5 separate regions of the Mus musculus genome follow, and all the other regions are linked to region 1. The links are chromatin contacts, called in public Hi-C, HiCAR-type, capture Hi-C and promoter capture Hi-C maps. All regions are on one chromosome and are shown on one strand. Each heading gives the region's core, a stretch centred on a gene start, on an enhancer-like site or on the middle of the called end of the contact. The rest is flanking DNA. Distances are from core to core; before and after follow the strand shown.

The links. Promoter capture Hi-C pulls out the DNA fragments that hold promoters and counts their contacts. Hi-C and Micro-C count contacts between places; a contact is called where the count stands out from the background. HiCAR-type assays count read pairs that join an accessible place to other places. Capture Hi-C pulls out chosen DNA fragments and counts their contacts.
Region 2: a HiCAR-type map of astrocytes shows a contact between it and region 1, with 7 times the contacts expected there. The contact joins the enhancer-like site here to the promoter of Rap2a in region 1. A contact is called at or near these places in 11 of 39 promoter capture datasets (the 3T3-L1 cell line, the C10 cell line, cranial neural crest and 6 more), 6 of 484 Hi-C or Micro-C datasets (CD4 T cells, CD8 T cells, embryonic stem cells and 2 more), 13 of 115 datasets of contacts at active chromatin or transcription factors (astrocytes, embryonic forebrain, embryonic hindbrain and 7 more) and 3 of 9 other capture datasets (adipose tissue, embryonic stem cells and liver).
Region 3: a Hi-C map of muscle stem cells shows a contact between it and region 1, with 7 times the contacts expected there. The contact joins the promoter of Ubac2 here to the promoter of Rap2a in region 1. A contact is called at or near these places in 2 of 39 promoter capture datasets (liver and pre-B cells), 2 of 484 Hi-C or Micro-C datasets (embryonic stem cells and muscle stem cells), 1 of 115 datasets of contacts at active chromatin or transcription factors (Th17 cells) and 2 of 9 other capture datasets (adipose tissue and liver).
Region 4: a contact with region 1 is called in a promoter capture Hi-C map of neural stem cells. The contact joins the promoter of Uggt2 here to the promoter of Rap2a in region 1. A contact is called at or near these places in 5 of 39 promoter capture datasets (cranial neural crest, embryonic stem cells, hippocampal neurons and 2 more) and 4 of 115 datasets of contacts at active chromatin or transcription factors (astrocytes, embryonic forebrain, embryonic stem cells and 1 more).
Region 5: a capture Hi-C map of embryonic stem cells shows a contact between it and region 1, with 7 times the contacts expected there. The contact joins the promoter of Hs6st3 here to the promoter of Rap2a in region 1. A contact is called at or near these places in 7 of 39 promoter capture datasets (cranial neural crest, embryonic stem cells, frontonasal cranial neural crest and 4 more), 1 of 484 Hi-C or Micro-C datasets (embryonic stem cells), 10 of 115 datasets of contacts at active chromatin or transcription factors (astrocytes, embryonic stem cells, epiblast stem cells and 3 more) and 1 of 9 other capture datasets (embryonic stem cells).

The regions. Positions count from the first base shown.
Region 1 is chr14:120,475,086-120,480,799 of GRCm38.p6, reverse strand. Rap2a (RAS related protein 2a) reads right to left here and starts at 2,339. Exons shown (of 2, transcript NM_029519.3): 1 at 1,760-2,339. The coding sequence starts at 2,073.
Region 2 is chr14:119,004,319-119,010,032 of GRCm38.p6, reverse strand. Uggt2 (UDP-glucose glycoprotein glucosyltransferase 2) reads left to right here. Exons shown (of 39, transcript NM_001081252.2): 32 at 939-1,034; 33 at 1,886-1,970; 34 at 2,706-2,888. Among named protein-coding and RNA genes, the nearest start is that of Dnajc3, 69 kb to the right of the region's middle. Within about 2 kb of position 2,797, at least 375 of the 459 cell types and tissues checked have an H3K27ac peak or open chromatin away from gene starts, as enhancers often do. A contact at or near this core is called in CD8 T cells, adipose tissue, astrocytes and 12 more, where this site is marked.
Region 3 is chr14:121,876,385-121,882,098 of GRCm38.p6, reverse strand. It overlaps Ubac2 (ubiquitin associated domain containing 2), which reads right to left and starts at 3,493. Exons shown (of 9, transcript NM_026861.2): 1 at 3,325-3,493. The coding sequence starts at 3,355. 1810041H14Rik (RIKEN cDNA 1810041H14 gene) reads left to right here and starts at 2,691. Exons shown (of 2, transcript NR_130999.1): 1 at 2,691-2,891; 2 at 5,088-5,240.
Region 4 is chr14:119,097,274-119,102,987 of GRCm38.p6, reverse strand. It overlaps Uggt2 (UDP-glucose glycoprotein glucosyltransferase 2), which reads left to right and starts at 3,554. Exons shown (of 39, transcript NM_001081252.2): 1 at 3,554-3,777. The coding sequence starts at 3,647. Gm16835 (predicted gene, 16835) reads right to left here and starts at 4,023. Exons shown (of 7, transcript NR_153786.1): 1 at 2,913-4,023; 2 at 2,474-2,700; 3 at 1,824-1,956.
Region 5 is chr14:119,134,829-119,140,542 of GRCm38.p6, reverse strand. Hs6st3 (heparan sulfate 6-O-sulfotransferase 3) reads right to left here and starts at 2,278. Exons shown (of 2, transcript NM_015820.3): 1 at 1,425-2,278. The coding sequence starts at 2,128.

The DNA of each region.
Region 1 (5,714 bases), core at 1,090-3,589:
AAAAGAAAGTGGGTCCAGAGAGGCTCTAATGACACAACATTTACCCCACAGGAAGTTGCTCAACTCAACTCAGCTCATCACTGCTCTTCTTACATCAAGAGCTGCAACTAGTGACCCTGGGTGAATAGAATCCCAATCTCAGTCTGTTGTCCTGGGTTGAGATGCCAACGGACTGCTCTAGTAAATAAACTGGCCCATCATTATAACTGAGAAACGTGAGCTACACGAAGCCAACAGAAACTCCGACATGATGTGGCCCATGCCATTGGGGATCTTAGCACAGACGTGTGGGCATGCACTGGGTGTGAAGGTGGGACAACTGCAGCACTTACATCATGATCTGTAAACAACTTCGAGACAAACGTATTAACACACCCACACGTGTGTACCACACAAGGAAACACATTTCTAAAAAATAACACTAGAGAAGTTAAGGCTACCAGTGTCACCAACTTTGGGAAAAGATCATAATCATAGCCACTGCTTTGTGATTTGGAATTTAATGCGGGAATACAGAAATTTCTAGTCTGGCTGGAGCAGGCACTGAGGAGAGGGCATTTCCTTTGACCTCTGTACAGGGTTAAAAACCCACCACTAAAAAAAAAAAAAAAAAAAAAAAAAAACACCACTTGGAAGGAATTTTTAAGTACTCCCTGAATACAAATAACTTGCTCTGAGCTCTGAAGTGTATAAACCCCAAATGATGGATAAGTGTGATTGTTTCTACCTAAACCTTCAATGGTGACTTCAAATGTAGCTACAGGTAAAATAATCCTGGAAGACTGTCAGTAGTATTAGTTAATAAGGACCAGAGAGGAGCGTTATCAGTAAAGAAGAACTAGAAAATGATGCCAGAACTCTGTAGTAACATGTTAGACTTTCAGTATTTAAAAGGTTAAGGGGAAAATGCATAGCATCAACTTAAGAGAGAACAAACACTAAAAGCATTCAGGTCACCAGCCACATGCAAAAATACATCCTTTGAACACTTTATATCAGGAAAAAGCTTGTTTGCTTCTTCTTCTTCTTCTTCTTCTTCTTCTTTTTTTTTTTTTTTTTGCATTAACTTTAAATTAGCTGATACACAAGCCAGAACTCAGACTAAACTTCTGTTTGTTTTCCAAGAATAGCCTCCTTCCCTGTTCTTTTTTTTTTCGGGGGGGGGGTGCGGGGGGGGGATGAGGAGGCTAGCTTTTAAGAGAGAAAGAGAACTGAATCTGCACGCTCTCCGCGTAAATGTCACAAGTGTGCTTCTATATGCCAAGCCAACTGAATGTTGTGTGGTCTTCAAATTATTTGCCAATGTGTCTTTAAAGTTTTGCACTAATCCATTTCTGCCAACCTCCTGGCAACATTTAATCTTTTCCGCAACGAGAAAGGTCCCCCCTAACTTAGTATTGACACTGTCACAAGATATGTATGTACAAATTTCGGCTGTCAAACCTCTTACGGGTGCATTTAAGCGCGCGCTCACTCTTCACAGGCGTGCCTACACTAAGACAGCTCCCCTTTCCCTAGCGCCCACCTACTCATCCCTTCTTTCCTTGCAAGTTTGAAACTTTGTTCTTTCTAGGGTCCCGAAGAAGCGCTACCAACGTCCTAGAGACAAAGGGCTGGGCTGAGGGTTAACAGGATGCCCAATTTCACTTGTGAAACAAAGCCCACAAATCTGAGCCCCTGGAGGAGGTGGTGTAGCCCGGGCAAGCCAAGGACCGGGATCGCCGCAGCCACCGAGCCCCGTGTGCCCCGCTCTGCTCACCGCTTCACGCGGATGATCTGGTCCCGCATGGGCTTGATGTCTTGGAAGCTCTGCTGGTTGACCAAGCTGTAGACCAGGATGAAGCCCTGGCCGTTCTTGATGTACAGGTCCCGCATGGACGCGAACTGCTCGGTGCCCGCGGTGTCCAGGATCTCCAGCACCGAAGGCGAGGAGTCCACCTCGATCTCCTTGCGGTAGAAGTCCTCGATGGTGGGGTCGTATTTCTCAATGAAGGTGCCGGTCACGAACTGCACGGTCAGGGCGGATTTGCCTACCCCGCCCGAGCCCAGCACCACCACTTTGTACTCGCGCATCGTCCCTGCGCGGCCGCCGCCGCCGCCGCCGCCCGCGACATAGACCTGCGCCCGCGCGCCGCGCCCCGACCCCGCGGCCCCGCCGCCCTTACGGACTCGTCGGCTCACGGCCGCGGCAGCGCCCCGGGCGCCGGCAGCGGGGCTGCAGCTGAACGAGTCGTGCGCGGCCCTGTGAGCGGGCCAAGCGGGAGGACGATGCAGCCCCGAGGGCGAGAGCAGCAACAGAGCTCGACCTCGAGCCGGAGCCGCCCGAACCGCGGGCCCGCAATGCCGCCCGCCCCGCCCCTCGCGCCTCCACGCCCAGCTCCCGCCGCCGCTGCTGCCGCCGCCGCCGCCGCTTCCCCAGCGCTGGAGCGCGCGCCCGAGCCCAGCCGCAGCGCTGCCCGGGGCGGAGCCAGCCGGGTGGGAGGGGTCTATAAGAAAGCCCGCCCCTCGCGCCGTCGCCTAGCGACCGTCCGCGCGCTCCAGAGAAGACCGGCTTCCGCGACACCCGGCAACACCCAGCCTGACCGGCCTCCGTACTGCGTCTGCGCGCTCTCCTCCGCCCGAAGGCAGGCAACGTCAGACGCCCACGCTCGGGGGTTTGCGGGAGGTGACGGTGGAGGGACCGTGGGCTTAGGAAGCCGTGCGCACCGTGCTTGGGGACCTCAGGACGGGCCGGCCTATGGCTGACATACATGACTCAGCCTGTCAGCCTTCGGAGAGCTTTGGCTTGATCCCGTTATACGTAACGACGTGAGCCTTAAGGGCCGCCGCCATGAGTTACACAAGCAAATCGAAGCTCGGCTAGTCCGTGGCGCCCAGGCTACACGCAAACCCGGTCCGCGCCCGATGACGTCACCGGCCCGCCCTCTAGCCCCGCCCTTGTCGAGTTTGACGTAAGCCGAGCTCCTCCCCCCGGGCTGGTAGACAGCCTTGGGCGCCTGGAAAACCTGGAGCTCGGATCCGCCCCCCACTGTCGGGAGACCCCAGAACATCTCAGCAACAGCCTGCGGGGGTGTCTGCGCGGAAGCTCGGATTCACTGTAGCCAATCAGATTGTGAGTCCGGACTCTAGACTACCACTCTTGACCAATGAAAAGGCGTCTCATCTTGCTAACCAATTGGTGTAAGACCCAGTGATAGACTGAGCCAACTCCCCTCCGGGGCCTGGAGGGGCTGAGAGTTTGCGCTTGCGCACGGCCTGGTACCCAATCGTAGGCCAACTGAGGAGTGACAGAGGGCTGGGCGGAGCCAATCAAACCTGCACTGTGGAGACAGTGCAGGGCTGCTGGGGAACTGGGAGGGGCAGGGTTCGAGCGCCCGACCCCCTGGTGTTCTGGCACCGGAGCGGGTTGCGTTGGCAGACAAGAGGGATGAGTTCTGTTCTAACGTCGCCTCCGTGGCATTCTGCCTGGAGATGGGCATGGAAGTGGTGGCAGAGGATGCGGGCTGGATCGTGGGCTGAATCGAGAAAACTGGGACTTTTGTCTTCAGGGTGAGAAATTTTCCGGTCCCTCAGGAGACATCCATCTGGCAGCAGTTGCTGTGGTCCTCCGATCATGCCTCCTCAAATGTGTATTTTCTACCCCGTTGTAAACCAGCGTATCTTTGGCCCCCGAATCTTCGTCATACGCTCCCAGCCACAATCGCAAATACATGAAAATTTACACCCTCTGCAATAACTGTTCGTTGCATTTATCTTCATTAAACCATGTCCTTGAAATGACAACTCTAACCATAACTACCTCACACTTTTCAGAAGGCTGTATTTTTTCAGTTCTGTCAGAGCTTGGTGTACCTCTCCACCATTCTGATTTCTTACAGAGGTCATTGTAGAGTGGATTTCGGTCTGGGTTCTTCTAACAGAGGGACATTCTTTTGCCATCTTTTCTGTCACTTGTCAAAGTACAAAAATGTATTCTGATATAGGAGTCCCCCAAATGCCTATTGTTTCTGAACATTTAAGAATTTATATGCTTGAATTACCTAGCTACAACATAACTGCAAGTTTTTATTGAAAACAGTTTAGAGCAAGTGCCTTGTCAAGTTAAAAAATGTCAACTACCATCTCTCCTTGCATCATATCCATGGATGCTTGGTTCCAGGACACCCCCGAACCAAAATCCTGCAAATGCTCAAATCCCGTGTATGAAGTGGCATATTTGGACTTAGCTTACATGCTCTCTTGCACATTTCAGTTCTTTCTAGATTCCTTGTAATGCCTAATATTTTGCAAACGTTAGGCTAATGGTTATACAGTCCTTGGGGGAGTGACTCATAACAAATCTACATGCTAAGTACAGTACACCATCCCCCAATAATTTTGAATCGCTGCTGTTTGGATGCATGGATACGGAAGGCTGCCAATATAGCTCAGGTCAGTCGTGACTTCTCAGTTATATACTATGGAAGTTTGAGAACTTGAAACTTAGAGAACAGGCAGTGAAGAAACTGTAGGGGGAAGCATCAGGAATGTTTCACGGGAGTCAAAACTGAAGAGGCTCTGCTCTCAGTCTAAGCTACTCATATAAGGTAGTGAACTAAAGTTGAGGGAGCTTCCCTGTGTGCTTCATGTCTGAATGACTCTGTAAGACAGAGTGGTTTTCTGTAAGACAGGCTTGGTTGTGACTACTTCTGCTCCGTAGCAGCTATAGTTTTCCCAAGGAAAAGCAGAATGCTTCTGGTACAATTCAAACTGTATGAGTGATAACATTTTCAGGTGTCACGGGGATTAAATACAGCCTAGAAACATGTGTTTTTTGTGAATATGACAACCTGCATTGGTTGCTTTTCTCACTGCTGTGGCCAAATACTTGACAAAAGAAACTTGAAGGAAAAAGCTTGCTTTCACCCATGCCTCACAGTATAGAGTCTGCAGTGGTTGGAATGGCTTGGCACTAGGTGGCTAGCTGCCTGTGGCCAGAGTGGGAGGCTGTTCACTCACATCTCTGACACTCTGGAAGAAGGGAGTTCTGAATGGCAGTTCTCCTCTTCCCCCTTTTTTCAGTCCAGTACCCTAGCTGGTGGGGTGGGTGGAAATGCATTCAAGGTTCTTCTTCCCTGCCCTCAGCCACTCCTCTGAAAACTCCTTACAGACATGCCCCAGAGTGCCCCACTGCCCTGGGTGCATTTTCATCCTGTTCAGTTGGCAACTGAAGTAACTATTGGGTAGTTTGTGCCCTACCTACTACATGGTCTATCTATGCACTGTCTAGTACATAGTCTACCTATTCACTGTCTACTATAGTCTATCTATCTATGCACTGTCTAGTGCATAGTCTATCTATCTAGTACTGTGTGGGCTGAAAATCTAGATAGGCAGTGGTCTGTGGTGTGGGCTTGTCTTAGGATTTTGGATCCAGGAGCTAAGCAAATCTTTTTGTGATTCCTAGTTCCCCCAGAGTTGGGAGTCTGTCAACTAAAGTAAACATAATAGACATTGTCACAAAGTTGTGGGTGGGTTGCTAGTCACATGTCCTAGCATTTCTCAGGCTTTTCTCCCTGACATTTCATAAGCCTTTCTACATTTTCATGAGGTATAAAGATGGCAGCCTATGGTGTGGTATCTGTAGTCTGTCTGTTTCCCATTCTGACAGGCCTGTTTTTCATCTTATGAAAGTAGTTGTTTTGTTTTGTTTCTTTGTTTGTTTGTTGCTTTCT
Region 2 (5,714 bases), core at 1,548-4,047, 1.5 Mb after region 1:
CAGTCACTTTAAACAACAAAAAGAAAAGTGTGTGTGAAGAAAGAGTGTGTGCCACAGGTGTGCAGTGTACTCAGCGGGCAGTGAGGGAGTCAGATTCCGAGAGGCTGGAGTTAGGGGTGATTGTAAGCTGTGCAGTGTGGAAGCTGAACTTACACTCTAGAAAAGCAGGGCTGCCAGCAGCCCACCAGTAGTAACTTTAGTGTGAGGTACAACTGTGTCATGTACAAAGTCAGTGTCACACAGCCATGTCAGTGTCACACACCCATCCATCAGTCCAATGGGCCTGCTCTGCTGCCGCTCACCTTGTTTTCTGAGATGGTTGCTTACTGAGTGCAACCATCCATTAACACTGTGTGCTAGACTTGCCAGCACCAAGTCCCCAGGATTCTGCTTTCCTCTGCCTAGCCCTGGGATCCCATCGCTTGACCTGGGCAGGGTTCCACAGAGCAGGCCCTGTGCTCAGTGAATCTTTTTCTGGACCTCTGCAGGCATGTTACATAGTGTTTTAGAGGTGCATGCTTCATGACCAACATCCACACTCCTACTGGAAACCCAGAAACCCTGTTGTCCATGACTGACACTTCTGCTTAATGTATTGTTGCTTCCCACACTATTGGTCATTTAAGATCCAGCACACGAGGTATGAACATGGCAGGCTGTACTTCATTCTTGATTCTCAAAAGAACTCTTAGAAGTCACAAAACTTTATGTAACTATGGAAAATGGAAAAAGTTTAATTTCATTCCATGTCTACAAAAGCTCACAGAGCTCAAATGATACCCCCAACATTTAACATACTATAATATAAATATCTCACAACTGTCAGCACAGATGGCTATTCAATGTAATGGTGTTTTGATGCATATTATTTACATGTTACAGTTATAATATATACTAATAAATGCTAATAATTCACTGTCATGTATTTCTATTACAAGCTTCACAAAAAGTCTGCATAAAGATGAGAAAAAGGAAAATGACATCCTGAACATTTTTTCAGTTGCTTCTGGCCATTTATATGAGCGTTTTCTAAGGTAGGTGAGAAGGTTCTCATAGTTTCAGAAAGTTACACATTTACACAGATCGGAATTCAGCAAAATGAAAGAATGAACCTCAAAAGGAAATAAACTTTTTTTCCCGTTTCTGCCAAAGTATTAGCTTATTTTCATACCCGCCATTATTATTATTTATTATTATTATTATTTATATTCTCTGCCAAAGGCCCCTGGAGGAGCAAATCCACTGGGTTTGTGCGTTCTTCTTGCCTAAATGTTAACAAGGTATACACCAGTGAGCAGCTTGCTTTTTACATGTAAGTTTTAAAATACATTTAAATTTTATTAATTTGATTTGATTTAGAATAGTTTTAATTAATGTTAGAAATGCGTTGAATTTAACAAGATAATGAGAAAAAATATATATTGTAAATTTTCCTTTCCCATGAAGGAATATCATATTTGGAAAAAGAACGAAGTCAGTGGAGAAGAAGAAGATGGTATTCAGAATTTAAAGAATATTTTTAAGAGTTTATATAAAGGACCACAAAGAATGCCTCAGAGATATTTCAGTTCTGATCCTGGTGCTTTAGAGAGCACTTTCAGGGGCGCGCCTCTCTCCTTCACTGAAAGGCCTGGGTAAAGCAACCACATGGCAGAGTCCCAGAATGCACCAGTCCCTTCTCTTCTGAAAGCCTTGTATTGATCACACAGTGGCTCTGTGATATTTGCACCCTTACATCCTTATGCACTGCCTATTGTCACAGCCATAATGTCTGAAGGTGTTTTAGTTTACCTCTACATATTTCACAATGTGTATTCATAAGTCATCATTTAAAGGCCTCTGAATATAAGTTACCCTGTATTTGTCTCCATGTCCTTTGACTTAGGATTATGATGCTTTCTGTTCTGCGGAACACCGAAACTCCCGTGAAGTTCTGGTTTCTGAAGAATTACCTCTCGCCAACATTTAAAGTAAGCACATGGCTATTTTACAATGTGGCTAAAGCTTGATACTAATTTCTTTGTTACCATTGTAATCTCTGAAAACATTTCCCTTTTCAATGTGAGGTTTTTAAATGTGTATTTGCCAAATAGGGCATGGGAGTGGAAAACACATGGACTGAGATGACACAATACAGGATCCGTCCTAGCAGATGCTATCACTAATTAGAAAAACCATTCTCTGGATAAAAACCTTGCAGCACTTCATGGCAAAAGTAATGCCTCTTCAAAACGGGGTTTTCCTTTCTGGTTTGCTTTTTCTCTCTGTTTCTTCTTCGTACGGTGCTTTCGTGCATAACATAAACACTGGTGAGTGCGCAGGTGTAAGCCTGTAGCTTTGCTCTGTTCACAGTAGCCAGGCCCTCCCTCCAGCCAGAAGGTCATTGGCCTAACTACCTGTCTGTCTCAGTTCCTGAGGAGTCTGTTTGGGGAAGCAAGGCAGCAAGCAGTGGGCGTGAGCTGGAGCAGGAGGCTGAGCCACAAGCTTGAAGCAGTCTTTCAACACTCTCAAAGCCCGCCTCCAGTGACGTACTTCCTCCAACAGACACGTCTGCTGCCGCTCCCTCCCCTTCCTCCTTCACACACTCCCTTTCAGCTTGGGAACAAGTTTATTAGAATAGTATTTAAGCAGTTTTCAGTTTCTTTATAATGATTTATAGTAAGCTTCTTCTAAAATGTATTGTTTGATTTGTTATATGTGTCTAGGAGGTAATTCCTCACATGGCTAAGGAATATGGATTCCAGTATGAGCTTGTGCAGTATAAGTGGCCCCACTGGCTTCATCAACAGACTGACAAGCAGCGAATCATTTGGGGTTACAAAATCCTTTTCCTTGATGTCCTTTTCCCACTGGCTGTGGACAAAGTCATATTTGTTGATGCTGACCAGGTAACAAGAGCGATTACTTTTTACTAAAGCTTGCTTTGCATCTAACTGAACATGAACATGAGGATTTGCATTGCTCATTGATTGTCACTGTTAGTTTTTAGACATACACGACACGACATTTTTTATATCCACTAAGAACCTGGAGTTTAAAAACACACTAGCAGAGCGTGCGCAGACGGGAAAGTGTGACAAGAAGTACCGTCTGCGTACAACATGGCAGTTCCTATCTGAAACAGCCATTATTATTATTGTATAATTTGGCAAGTAAAACTAAGACATGTGTACATTATTCGTTATAAAAACAGTTCCATGCACCTGCGCGGGTACGCACGGGTTCCGCGCACCTGCGCGGGCACGCACGGGTTCCGCGCACCTGCGCGGGCACGCACGGGTTCCGCGCACCTGCGCGGGCACGCACGGGTTCCGCGCACCTGCGCGGGCACGCACGGGTTCCGCGCACCTGCGCGGGTATGCACAGGTTCCATGCACCTGCGTGGGTATGCACGGGTTCCGCGCACCTGCGCGGGTATGCACGGGTTTTCCTCTAGCTGCTGACTTGCTGGGAAGGTTAGCGGTGAGTGGTGAGTGTGGCCCTTCTCTCCTGCGTCCACCATCAACAGTGAAACCATCAAGTTTCCATCTGTCCATGACTTACTTAGGAAAGGCTCTAAATTTAGCTGGAGATAATGAAAAGCCACCTTCATTTCCAAATCTGTATGTATAGAATTATTAGCTCATTTCAGGATATTTGTCATCAGTAATCATGAAAATATTTGACAAGTGTACAGAATTTCTAATGCAGGAATACTTAAGTGTTCGTGTATATAAAGTGAATTCACAGGATATAAACGACATATCAAGGACAAAGGTGTATTTTCAGGTTTTATATTAGAATTTGCTGATAAGCATGGAGTGGAGATGGGGGCAGCTTTTTTTCTAAGTCCAGCACTGCAGAGAGTGAGGCAGGAGGATGAGGAGCTCAGTGCAGAAGCACGAATGAGGCCACCTGGAAACAAAAGCCAACCGGGAGGAAAAGACGGCAGAGAAGAGAGCAGGGCCCTTGCCTGGGTGAAGTCTAAGCCACTGCCGTCTGAGCTCTGAGGCCAGAGACTATTTATCACCTCATTGTAGAACAGCAGGGGACTAAATGCAAAAATTTATTGCTGGGCTCCTTACTCTGGTGAGTCAGCAGCCAGAAGCCTCTCTGGCTAAGCTGGTTAACTCTTTGTGAACCACAGAGGAAGGAAAGGAAAAGAATTAAGATGCTGGGGCTGGTGAGATGGCTCAGTGGGTAAGAGCACCCGACTGCTCTTCCGAAGGTCAGGAGTTCAAATCCCAGCAACCACATGGTGGCTCACAACCATCTGTAACAAGATCTGACTCCCTCTTCTGGAGTGTCTGAAGACAGCTACAGTGTACTTACATTAATAAAATAAATAAATCTTTAAAAAAAAAAAAGAATTAAGATGCTGTATACAGGCAAATGTACACAGACGCATATACATTCAAACATTCATATACCCACACTCTGGCCGGGCCCAACTCTTTGTCACAATCAACTCCGAAAATATTCATGCATGCTTACATACGTGCATATGTACCTGCACACATGCATATAAACAGACATACACATTTGGATGGATGGATGGATGGATGGATGGATGGATAGGGCAAAACTCCCCAAGCCAAACTATTCATTCAACTAACAACTTTATTTCATTTCTCTGGCCTTATTATACTTTTAAAAATATTAATAATTTTATTAGATATTTTCTTTATTTACATTTCAAATGTTATTCCCTTTTCTGGTTTCCCCTCCAAAACCCCCCTATCTCTCCCCCTTACCCTGATCACTAACCCACCCACTCCTGCTTCCTGGCCCAGGCATTTCCCTACACTGGGGCATAGAGTCTTCACAGGACCAAGGACCTTGCCTCCCACTGATGACTGACAAGGCTATCTTCTATTACATATGCAGCTAGAACCATGGGTCTTTCCATGTGTACTCTTTGGTTGGTGATTTAGTCCCCAGGAGCTCTGGGGGTACTGGTTAGTTCATGTTGTTGTTCCTCCTATGGGGCTGCAAACCCCATCAGCTCCTTGGGTCCTTTCCCTGGCTCCTCCACTGGGGACCCGGTGCACAGTCCAGTGGATGGTGATTCCTCCAGAACTTCTTTTATTCTTGAGAAGAGTTTTTGCTATCCTAGGTTTTTTGTTATTTCAGATGAATTTGCAAATTGCCCTTTCTAACTCAGTGAAGAATTGAGTTGGAATTTTGATGGGGATTGCATTGAATCTATAGATTACTTTTGGCAGGATAGCCATTTTGACTATATTAATCCTGCCAATCCATGAGCATGGGAGATCTTTCCATCTTCTGAGATCTTCGATTTCTTTTTTCAGAGACTTGAAGTTCTTATACAGATCTCTCACTTCTTTAGTTAGAGTCACAACAAGGTATTTTATATTATTTGTGTCTATTGTGAAGGGTGTCGTTTCCCTAATTTCTTTCTCAGCCTGTTTATTCTTTGTGTAGAGAAAGGCCATTGACTTGTTTGAGTTAATTTTATATCCAGCTACTTCACCGAAGCTGTTTATCAGGTTTAGGAGTTCTCTGGTAGAATTTTTAGGGTCACTTATATATACTATCATATAATCTGCAAATAGTGATATTTTCTTTCCAATTTGTATCCCTTTGTTCTCCTTTTGTTGTCTAATTGCTCTGGCTAGGACTTCAAGTACTATATTGAATAGGTAAGGAGAAAGTGGGCAGCCTTGTCTAGTCCCTGATTTTAGTGGAATTGCTTCAAGTTTCTCTCCGTTTAG
Region 3 (5,714 bases), core at 2,244-4,743, 1.4 Mb before region 1:
CAACTCCTCTGCTTCTCCCTCTGTAGACATTAGAATGGCCCCGGTTCTTCGTCACTCCTTCCATGGTCCTCATGACCTCACCTCAGGACTGTTCACTCTCCCCATCATCAACAAGACCTTATTTAATTCTTTATAGCTTTGGCCTCTTGTCCTTGTCCTCCATGCTGAGCCCGTTGGGCCTGACAGCCCCTCATCTCTCAAACAACCAGTTCAAATACTACTCCTTGCACCAGCAAATCACTTTAAAAACCAAGTCTCTCCCCCACTGTGCTTAGCACAGCTGCCCTTCTCCACCCCCACCCCACCCCACCCCACCCCCGCCCCTTGACACTGAATTGCTTGCGAACTAACTAGACCTGGGATATGTTAAACATGGTAATTAGTGCTTATTGGGTGCATCATACAAAGCAAATATTCTGTGCTATGAGTAATGAGAATTCTTACTAATAAAATGGTTACATGTATTATTTAGTGACAGGGTTAGTCTACATGTGAGAATTTAAACTACATTATGCACACTATCTACAAGCACTTTTACCCAATCCTAACTGACACAGAACAAAACAGTGGCAAAGAAATAATCACAAGCGCCCTTTCCCCTGGTTCACTGCCCTAGCAGCGCACGCCTCCTGCAGAACCTTGCACACATCCTGCTGCACTGCACCTTCTGTCTTTGTGCATGCTGCTTCCTTTCTTCAAAACAACTTTCTGAAGGAACCGTACGTAGCATGCCTGGCTCCTTCATTTCTCAGGCTTTTCCCGCAAACACACAGCAGCCCTCTACCAGGACCACCATCCACTACACGTGACAGTACTGAAGAGCACTTTGATTACTGACTGGCCTGTTTGATGCTAGACTCCTTTACTCTGTTTACCACATTACTGTCTATGTAAACCATGCAGGGCTTCAGGAGGTCCTCAACTGAATGAACGGGAGGGGAGCGAAGTGTTAGCACTAAAGCACCTTTATCTCCTGATCACAAATGTCAGATGGGCAGGCAGGTGCGGGAAATGGCCAGAAAGATGGCTAGTCACAGCCTCTAGGCAGAGATGTATCAATCACCCCTCTGAGGGTGCTTGCTTCTTCCTCAGGATCAGACCTTTGACCTAACCACGGAGCCACACAGCTGCCTACCTAAAAGGACATCACTCAGCGGAGTAGCTATGTAGGAGAAAACACTGAAGCAAGAAAAGTCATTACAAGCCGGGAGGTGGTGGCGCACGCCTTTAATCACAGAACTTGGGAGGCAGAGGCAGGTGGATCTCTTGAGTTTGAGGCCAGCCTGGTCTACAGAGTGAGTTCCAGGACAGCCAGGGCTACACAGAGAAACCCTGTCTTGAAAAAAAAAGAAAAAGAAAACAAAACAAAACAAAAGGAAAGAAAAAGAAAAAGTCATTACATTCAGGAACGGCCAAATGACTGATCTAGGGAGAACCACCACTAAGCTCTATTGTCAAAATCAGAAACATTGAACCTAAGACTTGCCTAACACCGTGTTTCCAAAACCAAACAGTTCACAGGTCCTGGATGCTTGTCAAATGCACACCTAAAGCATGACCTAAGCCATCCCAGTAACTCCTCCGCTCTGAACACCGGCTCGAGGGAGCTCAAGAGGGACCTATAACCTCAGCTTTCCCTAGGCTACAGTTGGCCCTGAGAACACACCTGTTCAACACGCACCCATGCCAGCTATAACAAATGATTACCTTTCTTAAAGCTGTGCTACAAATGCGACTACAACCTAATCCATACTGTGCTGCCCTCGATCAGATTTCTCCCGTGTGCATATGTGTGCGCACGTGTGTGTGCACGTGTATACCTGTGTGCATGCTGATATTGGGATGTCTTTCTGAATCACTCCACTTTTTTTGACACAGTAAACTGGCTGGCCAGCAAAGCCCTGGGGAATCTCCTGCCTCCACCTCTCACTGGTGAGTTATAGACACACACTGCATGCCTTAGCTTTTACATGGGTATTGAGAATTAGAACTCAGATATTCATGCCTGCAGGACAAGCTTCATAACCACTGAGCCATGTCCCCAGACTGTCACTTTTTAACTTTTACATGTTTGGTACAAAAGGGTGCCTCAAGATGCTGAGAACAACTAAAATCGAAGAAATCTGCTGTTGACAGATCCACCCACATAGTGTAACCCTAGGAAAGCCACACTACCTTATTCATCCAAACAGTAGTTTGAAGACCAACTCACTAGTAGTTCTGATGGATTCTGGGGCCAATACGTCAACGTTTCCATAACTTAAATTAGGTACTAAATATGGAGATCATAAACAACATTAAACCTACTTCAAAGCCTGAGATTACGGTGAGAGGTGAGGACGACTTTAAATTATGTCGCTGGCTCTGACAGTCAGCTCTCAGACTATGTAACAGGAGTGTTCTTTGAAAGGCTCATGACGTTCACAACAGAATGTACCATCTGGAGATGCCAGGCACTTCTGTGCTCTAGCAACATTAACTTCACACGCAGAGATGGGAAATACCGACAGAGAAAGAAACTGCGAACTGCGGCTTGTTCAAACAGTTTGCTGTTAGTGTATCAATGCCTAATCTCAACACTGTTTAGTTAAGAGTCCACTCTCTAAAGTCAACTCAACATAATGTCGTGGGGGGGGGGGGTGCCTGGAGGTTGAATAAACTTCTCCGCCCTCTACCTGCTGACCACCGCAGACACTCCTGGAGAGTGCAGCGGCATCCAGAAGCAAAGCTTGCATTCTCTTGCCAAGTGACTTCCTAACTTCACTGAAAAGCGCTCACTTTTTCAGCTCGCAAAAACTCTTCAAGGACAACGGGTAAGATGTACGTGGAAGTTAATATTGAGGGGGCAGATTCTGGAGCGGAGGATGAAATTCACACGTTCCAGGAATCAGGTGGGTCCCAAAGAAGCCTGTATGAATGAAGGGGGAGAGGGAACCGAGCAGGGTTCCAGCGTCGCCCCCACGGGAACATCTTCCAGCCCCGCACTCGAGTCGCCAAGTGCGTGCGTGGGCCCGGGCCACGAGATGAGCGGGGCACCCGGCTGGACCCTAACTGCCCAGCCCACCTGCAGCAGGGCAGGAGCTGCTGCGCACCTTGTGGGAGACGCCGGGAGCGGAATGGACGTGGCACCCCCTCGGCCCTCGGGGCTATGGTGGGTGCGGCGCCCGCTGCCCCCTAAGAGCAAGAACTGACAAGGCTCGGGCGCGGGAGGCAAGGGGCCCCCAGCCTCCTGCAACCCCGAGTCCCCCGCTGCCCCGAGCCGGGTCCGGGAAGAGCTCGGAATGGAGCGAAGGGCGGCCCAAGGATGAGGGAACCGGTACTCACAAAGCCCACTGGAGCCGGTGCTGGTGAACATGGTCCCGCCGGGCCCGGAGCCCCCGCGGGGCGTCAGGGGGAGGGGAGGCAGAGGTGGAGAGCCCCCAGCGACCGCGCAGGCGCACTGTCAACCAGCGAGCGAAGTCGGCCCGGCGAGGCGCTCCGGAGCCGCCAGGAAGAAGGCGCATGCGCAGCCCGTGGGGCGTGCACACTCGGCCAGAGCCCGCCCCTTCCTTCCCAGAGAGGAAGTGCGTAGGTGCGGGCGAGCCGGATGGTAGCTGCTTCCGGTAGTTCGGGGCGGGTTTGGCGCATGCCAGAATTCCCAGTACAGAACCTTACGGCGTGAAGCGCCGTGAGCGAGCCGGTTCTTCCGCCACAGAACACCAGGCCTTTCTCGAGACCTCTGACCTTTCACTGGGCGAGACGGCCGCGAGTCCCACGCATGCTCAGTACTTCCGTGTGGGCCTTGGCGCTCAGTGAACAGTCTGCTTCCGGTGACCCACCAAGCACCTGGGGTTGCTGGGGTGAGGGTGGACAAGACGGCTAGTAGAAGAAAAAGTTTTAAAAATACACTTAGCTTTCTGTTCCGGGCAGTGGTGGCGCACGCCTTTAATCCCAGCACTTGGGAGGTTGAGTTCGAGGCCAGCCAGGTCTTAGAGAGTGAGTTCCAGGACAGCCAGGGCTTGGGGGGGGGGGGGGGGACTGTATGTTCATCCAGTTGAGTTATTTCGCAGGAAAATTATTTCCTTATGATCTTCGCAGAAGCTGATTCCCACAAAATCTGTAGCCCACTTAAGACTGGTTCTCAAACTATGGGGTCCCTGGGAGCACTGAAGGGTGTTCAGAAGACCCGGCCGATTTTTGTAGTAATGCTAAAACGTGTATTTTTCCTTTCCCGTTCTTTTTCATCCATGAGTAGTAAGGTTTTCCAATTAACCAGCGCCTGATAAACCAACTGGAACTGCAGGACGACCAAGTGCGTGTTAAGGCAGATCCCCAGTTGCAAGTAATCTAGAAGCCACCATTTAAACTTTGACATTTTATGGAGGGAAAAATGCCATTTAATCTAAGTGCTTGCTTTTCTAATTCCAGACCTACTCTGGGTGAGCTTTTCTTCATATACTTCATCCAAAACATCACAACAAACTAAAAAGAGAGAAGTGCGCAGGGAATCCCCACAGGGTATTGAGCCAGGCATTAAAAGCATTCTTCCTTAAAATGGTTTGCCTAGGAAAGTACCCGGTGTCAAAACTGAATGGTTGAATTTGGACATTTTTGCCTGATTCATCTAAGAAATGGCCCTATAGTGGTTAAATACATAGAAACGAGGGGGATAGTGTAGATTTAAGGAAAGCTTCAAAGTCACATTATGTCTCTTAAATTACTGTTTTGAAATTTAATCCTGTCTACTTAAGTCCTATATATTATAGATAGTAACCACTTATGGTAAACTAATATAAACTATAAAAGGTTATTATCTAATCAGGGTTAGAGAGGAAGAAATGAAGTAAATTCCTCATTCCGTTGAACATTAGTATGTTTGGAAGATCTGAAATCTGAAAAGATAGAAAGCTGTGAGATGAACAGTAGTCAGAAGTTTTGTAGCAGTTGCACATACTGACTGATATCAACATGAAAACTCAATCGTCACAAATTCAGGGCTCATAGGAAATGAAAACACTTGAGTGGAAATATACCAAAAATGAAGTGGTCAAAACTTGAAACTCTTGAAAATTATTCCACAGGAAACACTTTTTTTTTTCCTCTTCCAGTATCGTGAACATCAGTGCAGCAGTTCTGGTCACCTGGATTTATAAACACCAAGAAGTAGCAACAGCCAGTGTGCAAGTCACTGACAACCCAAGTCACCAAAAATCTTACTGAGAACCCATTAGCTCCTTGAATTAAAGATTATTTTGTGAAAAGAGGCTTGATCGTCTTGTTCTGCACCTGAAATAAAGCATTTCCCATTCTGTTGTTTTAAAATATTTACTCTGTAACAAGTGTACATAATTTTGTTTTTATAATAAAAAAGTAGTGATACCAAAATATGGGACAACTTAGATATATATTTTACCTATGTCAGAAGTGTTAAGCGAAGGGATTAAGTTGCACGCAGGGTTAATATTGAAGAATTTTAACATTTTCAGCGTTTAATCATTCTCAGAGATTTCTTCACAGTTCCTATCTGTAGTAGATAAAGGCTAGTTTGGAAGACAGTGGCTTAGAACAGTATTCCTAATGTTTTTTTAAAAGGCTCATTTTTATTTAACATGTATGAGGGTCTGCTTGTATGTATGTAGGTGCACCATGTGTGTGCCTAGTGTCAAAGGAGACCAGCAGAGGACACCAGATCCTCTGAAACGAGTTACTGGTGGTTGTGAGCAACCATGTAGATG
Region 4 (5,714 bases), core at 2,305-4,804, 1.4 Mb after region 1:
AGCCCTCCCCACTTCCTTGAGTTTCGGTTTCTTCCTTTAAATACCCCCTTACCCAGCTACTCGGGGCGCCACAGTCCTCTACCCCTGCGTGGTGTATGACCGTGGGCCCGAGAGCGCTCTTGAATAAAAATCCTCTTGCAATTTGCAACAAGACCGTTTTCTCGTTAGTGATTTTGGGGTGTCGCCTCTCCTGAGTCAGAACGTGGGGGAGTCCTCACGTTGTGGGTCTTTCAGTTTGACTCAACTGTCCGGCTCAAATTCCATTCCAACCTGACTGATTCAATCTACCTTTTCTCTTGGCCTCTGACTTTTTCCTCTGCTTGGCCTCAAACCAACTGTAGCAATCTGCTCAATTTTCTGGCTCCTTCTCATTCTCTGACTTGTTCTGTCTTCTGTGTCTCTCTTCAACCTGTCTCTGTAAAGTGCCTTTCTCTCCTCTCCCTCTCCCTCTCCCCCTCCCCCTCCCCCTCTCTCTTAAGTAGCTTTTCTTTTTTTTTCTCCTGAGAGTTGAGTATATCCTACTCTGTCAAATCTTTCTCTGATTCATCACTGTGTCTGCCACTCAATTAGACATCACTTTCAAATATGTCTGCTTCCTTCTACAAACTAACTTTACCTTCATTGTTTTCTTTTAATGTGTGTACTGAGGGTGTGTCTGTACTCCAGCCAGAGGGATTAAAGGTGTATGCTAAGGCTAAGCCATACCACAACCTGAAACAGTTTTTCTTTTTAGTAAATAACACAATCACAGTTCACAGTCTGATCAGATATCCTGCAACAAATCTATATGGTTAAAATGACCAGCTTTATATTTCATGTATTTTGCCACCAATAGTAAGTACTTTGACCTCACTAGCTATGTGTGAGAGCATAGAAGATAATTGTTAAATGTCAAGTTTCCAGTTCTCACATTGTCAAAATAATTAATCTAAAACTTACAGTTCACAGTCACTACCTGCTGTTTGAAGGCCCCCATGATGAACTGCACATGCAAGCATACACACATGCATTGAGACATGTCCTTAGAGGTTGGGTAGCTCAGTTATAAAATGCCAGCTTAGTATACCCAAAGCTCTGTTTCAATCCTGGGACTTCAAAAACAAACAAATAGAATGGAGTTGGACATTAGTAACTTATTTTAAATAAAACATGGAAAGTTATAAAATTGGATTTGCTGATCCTTAGACACTCTTAACCATTATTCATTTGCTTATAATTTTGACACAATCTTGCCTAGGAAGGAGATGTTACAAATTCCTTAAGTTATGAATACTTCCCAATGAGACTAAAGGGCAGGATGCTCTTGCATATTTAAAATGTCCCAGTTAAAACATGACAATAGAGTCTATTTTACGACAAAGGGTATCTAAAAACAAAAGGAGGTTATAAACTTCACTTAAACTTTAAGACTTCATTTCAGCTCAGAAAATTAAGATTCTTATTATCTAAAGTTATTCTCACACAGCATCATTATACTCACTGAATGAATGTCGCCCGCTCTGCACCTTAAGAATTCCAGATGATTTATTCCATGAAACACGTTTCTTATTATAAAGAACTCATTAATCACTTCTTCCGCATATAATGAAAACTGCTATCATGAATTTTACATTCATTGTACTCGGCAGTGACTAACCTTGGATTTCGTTTTCCAAAAAAATAAAAAAAAATAAAAAAAGGGAAATAGGAAATGCTAACAAATGGTTACAGCTCTAAAATCTGTTGAGTTCGTGGCCAACCCAGGGGTTATTGATTCTTAGAACTTATTGATCAAATTTTATAATTTACTGATTTCAGAGTCCCTGGCCATTTTGCTGACTTACGTGTGCTTTGTTAGGTTTTTGCAGTTGGGTTTTTCTGTCTACACCAGGCAATTCCATAGAGAAAAAAATGTGAAGGTCACCCACTTGTGTCCTCTTATCTTCAGGCAAAGAAACAGCCCTGGAGAGATGGTCTCTGTGAGAAAATGTTCTAAAGTCATTTCCGTTCTAGGAAAATACCGTAAGAGATAAAGTGTGTAATTGTGTGAATGAATGGTCACTATTAAGTGAATTTCATTCTCTCCAAACCAATGGTGTAGCATGTCCACTTCTCTGAATTCAACAGGAATTAGGATTCTTAGTATGTAACTTTAGTTATTATCTTATTAACTTATTTCTAACTTGAGTTTATTATGTCCTTTAATAATATATTGCATGTGACTTATACAGCAAGTCTTTTTTTTTTTTTTTTTTTTTTTTTGAGTAAAGATTGGCATTGTATGAGACATGCTGCCATTTAAGGCTGGCTCTGTCAACATCTGATTTCCTTCTATCCCACATCTCAACCAAAAATGAAAAAACGAAAACAAAACATGTTAAGGATTCACAATATACTTTTCCTCAGGCTCCATGACGGGAAAGCAAGTTCGGCGCCCTTAGGTAAACTTCCCGTCTACCTACCCAGGACCTACCCAGGCCTTTTCGATACTTACTGATCCTCGGCATAAATTGTTCCAGAAATGAGTGAGGCATGAGTCCTCAGAGAAAAGTGCCATCTACAGTAGGAAGTAAGTAAGTTCTGCGTTCAGGTCCTAAAGTGAAAATCCAGCGACACGACAGCTGACAAAAGAGTCACTGGGAGAGAAGTCAGTAGTGAAGGTGCCACTTTGGCGTCGAGATTCACCTGAGCAGATTTTTGAACAGCATCTTCTAAAGAAAACTAAACACGTGAGGGTAAATGGAGTGCTTTCTCTCTTTCTCTGCCTCTCTTCATCTGTCTCGTGTGTGTGTGTGTGTGTGTGTGTGTGTGTGTGTGTGTGTGTGTTGGCAGCTGGAAGAGATGGGGTGTACCCACAGAGCAGAGGTGTACACAAATGGGAAGCAAGGGCTCTGTGCTCCTCCTGAACTACTTTTTCCCCACTTTTCTCTTACATTTCACTGCTATCATTTTCCGACTTTTCTTTTTCTATTCAGCTGTAATCTCTTGAAGCAGCGCCTCTCAGTCTTGTGGGGCACAGGAATCACCTGGGCCTTCCAAGGGGCTGAGAGTCAGGACACTTCTGCACCCAACTCCAAAAGCAAGTGGCAGGCCTGAGATGCCACTTCTGATAGCAGCAGGAGACCACTGAATCCTGGGGGGTGGGGGTGGCAGTGGCGGGGAGCGAGGTCCAGCCCTCAGAACCAGCCAGAGAGCAGGGAAAGCCCACTGATAGATAGATAAATCACAGCTCTCCCAACAGTGCACACAGGAGTCGCCTGCGCCTTTTTACGTCATTTTTGAGGCCTACTCTCGCTCCTGCTCCCCCCAGGTGATGCTAACCGGAAAGCTGGCCCTCACCCAGGGTCCCTGACCAGCGGGGCTGGGGCAGCTCCAGCTAGCGGTAGATTGGCATGGAAGGCTGGGTTCCCCAGACCCGGCGGCGGACCCTCCGAAAATCCTCGCGGCGGCCCTGCGTAGGCAAGGGGCCGATGTCCACCCGGGGGCTCCCCCCACTGCGCCCCTGGACCTCGCTGGCCACGCATGCGCACGCCCACGACCGGCGGACTAACGGACTGCAGCTCCCCCCACCGGAAGTGGACGGCGGAGCACCGGGAGGACCAGACCGTAGCGTGGCGTCTCGCGCTTCCCTCGGCGTGCCTTGGTGCGGGCCAGAGCCACGAAGGGGATGAGGCTGCTCCTGCGCTCCGTCGCGCTGTGGCTCGCCCTGCTCGGCGCCAGCACGGCGACTGCGTCCAAGGCGGTGACCGCCCACTTGACTGCGAAGTGGCCCGAGACCCCGCTGCTGCTGGAGGCCAGGTGGGTGCCCAGGCCCGGCTAGCGCCGCGGCCGGGGAGTGGCGGCGGGCGGAGGGACCCGGCATCCCTGAGACATCCCCTCCCGCAAGATGCTGTCAGACCTCGCGATTCAGGGTCGCTCACAGTCCCATGTCCCCTCAGATCCAGTGTCCGCCCAGTCCTGACGGCAATCCGAGGCGTTCTCCCGCCTGACCCCAGCATCCGCTTAGATTTGCAGTCCTCTGGAGCGAGCCCGCGCCCCCTTAGCGTCCCGAGCCGCACACTCCATCCCCTCAGACCTAATCAGAGGCTCTCAGATAGGGTTTCATCTCGTCGTCCACCCACCCCGCGCCCCCCCACACCCATAGCACCAATGCTCTAGATGGTCCCTGGACAACTCTTGCCACTCACTCGCCCCACCTTTCCCACGCACCTACGATTTTTAAAACTTCTGTGTCCCAAGTTTATTCCTGTTCCTGCGCTCTTGTTGATGTAGAGGGCAGAATGTGGCCTTTAGTGCAAGCTCTTCTGCAAAGTTCTAGTCAGCAGATAGTGCTTTGGAGTATAATTTTGATTTATATCCAAAATTAACAGTGGAGAAGGCAGTTTCTCGGTTACACCCTCCCCCCCAAATATCTCATCCAAAGGGATTTGTTTTCCGTTCTGTTTAGTTACCTTGTAGAAAGCAGACAATCGTAATCCCGCAAGCAGAAATGGCAACTCTGCTTCTCATGGTGATACACCTTTGTAATCCCTGGGGATTACATGAGTCTGTGGCTAGTCTGAAGTTACAAAAGGGAAACTTTGTCTCAAATTTAGTTCTTTAATATTGAGCATAAGCAGTTTTGTAACTGTTTTTTATGAATTTACAAGACAACATCCCATGGTTCTACAAAACAAAGGAAAAATCCACCACTATATTGCCTTGCCTTTACTTGATGGCACACAGCGTTTATTGACTAGGAGATTCTAGCTCAAATGTATCTGCTTCCTCTTATCTACAGTGCGTCCTGGCAGTGCATGGACCGGATCCTACATTTAGTCCCAGTCAGTCAATTTTTTTATTATGTATTTATTCTCTCCTAAACTATATATCCAGACTGCAGTTTCCCCTCCCTCCCCAACCTCCCATCTCCCCTAGAACCCTATTTCCTTCAGAAAATAGCAGGCTTCTCAGGATATCAACTGAACATGGCATAGCCAGTTACAGTAACACTAGCCACAAAAGGCTGAGTGAGGCAACACAGTAAGAGGAAAGGGTCTAAGAGCAGGCAGAAGAGTCAGGGACTTCCTCTCCCAGTGTTAGGAGTCCCGCAAGAACACCAGACTATACAACCATAACATATATGCAAAAAGTCTAGTGCAGACCCACAAGGGTTTGGTGGTTGCTGCTCCAGTCTCTGTGAGCCCTTATGATCCTGCTTAGTTGATTCTGTGGGCTGTGGTGGTGGCCTCACCCCCATGACTCCTACACTTCTTCTTCCCCATCTCCTGCAGGGTTTGTTTGTTTGTTTGTTTGTTTTGTTTTGTTTGTTTGTTTTAACAGTTAGCTGTATTGTTGGTGTTTTAGTTTCATGAATTCCAGATTATCACTTCTGTAGAATGTTCCTTAAAGCTTTTGACAACCTAGTCTGAGCCAAATTTGACACCCTCTTTACTTTGTGGTAGGTTGAATGGCAACTCCCACAAAGATATGTCCACATCCTAACGCCCAAATCTGTCAATGGTCAAGTTTTTTGCAAACCTAATTGAGAATATTGGGGCATTTTTAATTAACTTAGTGGGCCCCAAGTCCAGGGTCATGACACATAAAAATACTTAAGAAGGTCATGCAAGGTTAGAGTCAGAGATTGGAGTTAAGTAGCCTCAAGTCACAGCATCTGAAGCCAATAAAACGAGCAGAGGCAAGAACAGTCTCTTCTAGAGTCTTAAAAAGTACTAAAGTACCATCCATTCACT
Region 5 (5,714 bases), core at 1,029-3,528, 1.3 Mb after region 1:
CACCGAAGTCACGTGCAATGCCGTGGGGAGGTTGAATGCAATACTTAACTTAGAAGTTTTAAGCTAAAACACAATGGTGGGTTTTAAAACAGTGTACTCAGTGTACTATTAAAATATTTACAGGTGTAAACCCCTTCAAGCACACTAAGGGAGAAAGACTATCAGCTTCTTATTCTCACCAATTTCTATCAAACACAGACGGTAGTAGCTGGGAGATAAAGCATTTAAAAACCTGCCAGAGTAAAAGGCAAAAAGATTCCTATAATGAAAGTCTGCTCGTTCTCAGGGAAATGAAGTAGAATTAGATGCCGCAATCGTGACAAAATTCAGAACCTGGGCAGAATCTGGGCAGTAAATGAAGCTTTTCACTGATGTCCAATGCAGAAAGCTATCTGACATCAACATATTGAGCTGACTGTTTCAATTCCTATTCCCTTACACCAAATTGTTTGAAACCTTTGAGATAAAAACTTCAATAAAACTAGTGTTCTGATCTTTTAATATTTTATTCCCTTGAGCATGTCAGATTAATCTCCAGATGGCAATGGGCAGAATGAGCGACCAACCATGTTCTTAAGCCCATGATTCTCTGAAAGGACAATAATGTAAGCAGCTGCATTGGCAGCAGAGACTTCAAACTTTCTCAATCCTCAACAGCAGTACTGTTTTAACCGGCTAGCTTTCCTCTCGCTCATTAGATCTTTGTATCCACTCAACACATACCCAGGCACACAGTAGGCATTTAACAAATAATGTTTAAATAAACTGTTGGAATGGCTTAAGGGGGAAAGAGGCAGGCAGTCTTACGAAGAACAGCATGAGTCCAAATCCTGGCATTGCCCAGCAACAAGGACCATCTCCAGAATTAGGGTTATCACAGTGGAGCACGATTTTGCACGTGTAGATCTTCAAAGCGGCATCAAGAGGATTGTTCTCTAAGCTGGCAAGCAGCCATCCAAGAGCCACTTAGAAGGACATTATGCTCCAGCCTCACCATTCCTGAAAAACTATGTCTGCACTCCCGGATCCCCTATTCTTTGGATTTCCACCACATAATTTAAGTTCAAGACTCGACCTCTCTCCCTCGACACCCTGGTTATTCCATAGCTGTTCTTTAGTGTCTGCTCCAAATACCTCATCACACAATGCTAGGCACTGTGCAGAATGCACATCAGGATGGCCGTGGACATGGCTGAAGGTGACAGGGGGTGGCAAGAAACAGTGAAGCATGGGAAAGAAACCAACTCAAGACACCCCCCCCCCCCGGTGGGTATCCAGCGGTTTCTCACCCTTCACCCAAATTCGCTGCCCACCCTTTGGAAAGCCACTGCCAAACAGCTAAGGGAGCGCGACGCGGGACTGGCGGGGTCAGGACTTGGGGGAAGGGAGTGGGGTTCAGGAAACCAACAGACGCGGGACAGTACCTGGTGTGGCTGTGGTTGCGGGGACAATCCTTCTTCTCCATGATGGCCGGCACGCAGTTGGTGAGCTCGGTCCAGTCGGCATGCAGCCCGCAGCTCCAGCCGGTGGAGAAGCGGGAGAAGAGCCAGGTCTCCTTCTTGCCCGGCCGGTGGCAGGTGCACTTTTTCTGGCCAGCTTTGCAGCTGCATGGCTGCTCCAGACGAATGTTCTTCACCAGGTGCCGGCCGAACGTGGTGCCCCCGGTCTTCTGGATGTGCAGGAACACGATCACATCCCGCCCTTTGATGTTGAAGTCCACGAAGCGGGTCAGGTCCTTGAGGGTGAAGTTGAATCGAGGCACGAACCGGGGCAGGGAGCCGTTTTCGGGCGCCTCGGGGTCCGGCTCCTCCTCTTCTTCCTCCTCCTCCTCCTCCGGGTCCCCGGGATCCTCATCCTCATCCTCGGGAGCCGCGACCCCACGAGACCCCTCGGGCGGTCCCCGGGGTGGCGGTGGCAGCTGGGGCCGCCGCTCCCACTCATCAAGGGGTGCTTGTGCCCGTCGGGCAGGACTCGGGACAGCGGGCGGGCGGGCCTCCCCGGAGCGGAGCTGCTCCCCGAAGTTGGTGCATGAGCTGGTGCAGGAAGGGGACACGTACTGGTACATGATGACCACGAAGAGGAGAGTGAGCACCGGCGTCAGCAGCCACTTGTTGAACCTTTCATCCATGGTCCCGTTCTCAGGCCGGCAGGTGAGGTGGCTGCGGCGCCAGCGGCGCGATCGGGCGCCTGCTCGGAAGTTTCGGGGACTCCGGGGCGCGGCTCGGAGCCCGCCGCTCCTCCATGCCCCTGCCGCCGAAGAGAACGGCTGTCTGGCTGCCCCGCCGCACTCCGGGGTTGGCAGAGCCGGGGCCTACGAGCGGAGCCGAGAAGACGGGCGCCGGCGCCGGCGGCTGTGGCGTGGGGCTCCTCTCGATCCCTGGGGCGCCGGGCTCCAGCCGGCTCCTCTTGTACCTGGACGCGGCGCTCTCAGGCGACACGGAGCATCCCGCCGCCGGTCGGTAGACGCTCAGGCGCTGCGGTGCGGGGTTCGTGTCCCGGACCTTCCCGGGGCAGCTGCGGTGGCGAGCACAGGAGCTGCATGAGGCTCACCAGGGCGCGGGCCAAGGGCGAAGGCTCGGCCCGGTCCCGCAGCCCCAGCCCTCCGCGTGCACCGCGCCCGGCACCTTTGCCCACGGGTCCCTGGGCGCCGAGAGCCCGCCGCAAGTTTGCAAAGCCGCCCCTCGGCGGCGGCGAGCAAGACGCCTCTGCGGAGCCGCCTCCCGGGCAAATCGCACTACTGCTCCGGGTCCGCCCGCCCAGGCGCAGGCAACGCGCACACACTCGCTCACGCGGGCTGGCACCGCCACAACCCGCCAGCCGGTGTGACAGGAGCCCTGCTACCCGCAGCAAAAAAACCTGCCCTAGGTACGGAGCATGCGCCAAAGCCTTCCTCAGCCCCGGAGGAGTTTCCAGGGGAGGAGTCCACGGCTCCGCGGGGCTCGCGGGAGGCTGCTGGGGGTGGGAATCCCTTCAGCCTGGAGCCTAGGGAGATCTGGCAGAAAGGCTACCGCGGAGCGAGAACAGGCCCCATGGAGGGCGTTGCTAGCGATGATCTGATTCCTCTAAATTGCAACATTGGCAGCTTTCTCAGTGTGAGAGTGGACAGAAACCTGGTTGGTCTTGTTTGCAGGAATAAAACACCCCTATGGCAGAAAGTCTCACGCAGACTAAACAGGCGGTTGCTTGTCCTTCCTCAGCAGGGTACATAGGTTCCAGACTTCATTTACTGCCTCCCAACACGCTCAAACTGATGCTCCAGTTTGTTCCAAGCTTCCTCAACTATGAACTTAGTAGGTCCAACACTACAACTTTATTCAACCAGCAACCATTAAAAAGCCTGCTTTATAAAGAGATTTGTGTTTGATGCGAACTCCCTTTCCATGGCTCCAAGACGCAGCCCTGCAGGATATAAGTCCTAAAATCCATTCCATTAACACAAAGTGGGCTCTTCGATGTTCAAGACTCGCCCTTTTCCCACCCCAGTAAGAAGCAACATCAGCTGCCCTCACCTGTGTTCCACAGTGAAGACCTCCTTCGTTGTCCACCGAGGTTTTCATTAAAAAACTTCTTTCGAGTGTGTACATTTTGAATTTGCCCCAGGATCCAAACTTCTTTGCTTAAATACACTTTATGGTTTTTCAGATAATGCATTGATACACCGTTCAATTCACATCAGTCTGGAGTATTTGACCCACGATGTCTAGACCAGCTAGGGCTGATTTCCAAGATAAGAGTAGCCCTGTGTTGACATTTGGGGCAATGCAGTGTGAGTCCCTGACCCAGACTAAAGGTGGCCCCAATAGTTACCAGAGCCACACAGACCCCAGTTGTGGTCTCCCACACCAGTCGCACCAGCCTACTGTCTCCTTGGGGGCACTATGCGGGACTTGTTCCTTTCTGAGAACAGTGTTGGCCTCTTCTGTCAAGTCCCCACATACAACCATCACTTCAAATCCAGATCTCCTTCTCGAACACCAAAGCTTGCTCATCAGAGGTTATTTTTATTGTTCTAGACAGGTGGAGTTCTTCCCAACAAAACATTCCCCCTCTGCTTCCACCCTGTTCTCAACTTTATGTGCAACTGCAGGACTGAGGGCTGTCTATACTGTAGAAGTCCAGGTTCCTAAGTAGGGTGCTAGATACGACGACTCCACTTCTCTAAAGCTTTTTGCACTCTTTTTTTCTCTCTCACTCAAGTTTAAATTCCTGGTAATGACACCATATGACACTCCAAAACAAGGAATTGTGCTTTTTTAAAAGCAGAACCCAGTAAAACCCAGCAATTGTTTCCTAGATGCATCGAATTGACAGGGACATTTTTTAAAGGCTGGAGATTGATTCCAGCCTTAAAATGCATGCACGGGTCCTGGGTTTCGATTTCCAGAGCTAATTATTCTTAAAGCTGGACATGATGGCCAGTGCTCCTAATCTCAGCATCTCTGCTAAGGAAGCAGAGTCAAGACACAAGCCGATCCCTAGGACTCTGATAACCAGCCAGCTTAGCCTACTGGGCAAGTTCCGGGCCAATGATAGACTCTGTCTCAAACAAAAGGTAGATGGAATTTGACGAACAACATCCCAAAGTGTCCTCTGGCCTCCACATGCACAAGAACACAAGAACACATGCTGGAGTGGGGGTATTTCACTTCAGGTAAAAAAAAGAAAGAGAGAGAGAGAGAGAGTCATTATGCCTTTGTACACTGTTTTATTGGAGAAATATCCTATTTTCTAGAATATTCTTAGTATCCATAGCTAAGTAGAGCCTTTATACACAAATGAGTAGTGGGAGTGTCGGTGGTAATCTGCAGAGTGGAAAAGCACTTTCCTACCCATCTTCTCATTTGCTCCTCAGAGCAGCACTCTAAGGAGATTCTACAAAAAGAAGATGGATAACATCTCATTTCTGAGATGAGGAGACTGAGCCAAGGAAAGCCAGGTTAGAGCAAAGTCAAAGCTAGAAACATCTAACACTCTGAAATCCATTCAAATCACCACCCAAGAAATCCACAGAACAACAGAAACACAGCTCACAGCTTCCTCTCTCCCCTCCTGAGACCCTGGGAGGCAGGAGACAGGGAGAGACAACAGCGTTGCTACACAACAATTAAGCTGTTCTCCCTCTCCCTATGGCTTGCCAGGCAGAGCAGAGCAATTTCACATCCTGCGATGTTTGGGTATCTAGTCAGAGTTTCCAGATAAACAAAGGAAAGACAGTACCGATCATAAATCGACTGCGTCATTACTAAAATAGGTCATTTATGAGAATTTCAGAAGAAAATGTTGTAAAACTATAATAGTCATGCTGTTCATAACTTATGTGTCCATAAGTATGTCTGCCCTCATAACAGTATTCAAAAAGCATTATCCCATAATCCTATAAAAAATCTTTCCTGTTATTGTTTTTACCTTCAGTAAAATAGATAACAGGGTGCCACCATTTCCTTGAGATAATTGGAGGAAAAACAATGCACAGATTCAAGGCAATTGCATAGATAATTCAGGCTGTGCTCAGAAACTCGTGTCTAATGATAGGTAACTGTGGTTGGGTAAACACTGTGTCTGTCCCAGGTGTGATCTCCCTCGTACCCCAGCAGAACTTGCCGTAAACTTAATCAACGCTCTTAAATCCTGCAATAAACAGGCTTCCTTATCTACGAGGGCAGACCTCAAATTCTGGTGAAAATGAATAGAAACTTTCTAAAACTGAATGCTCC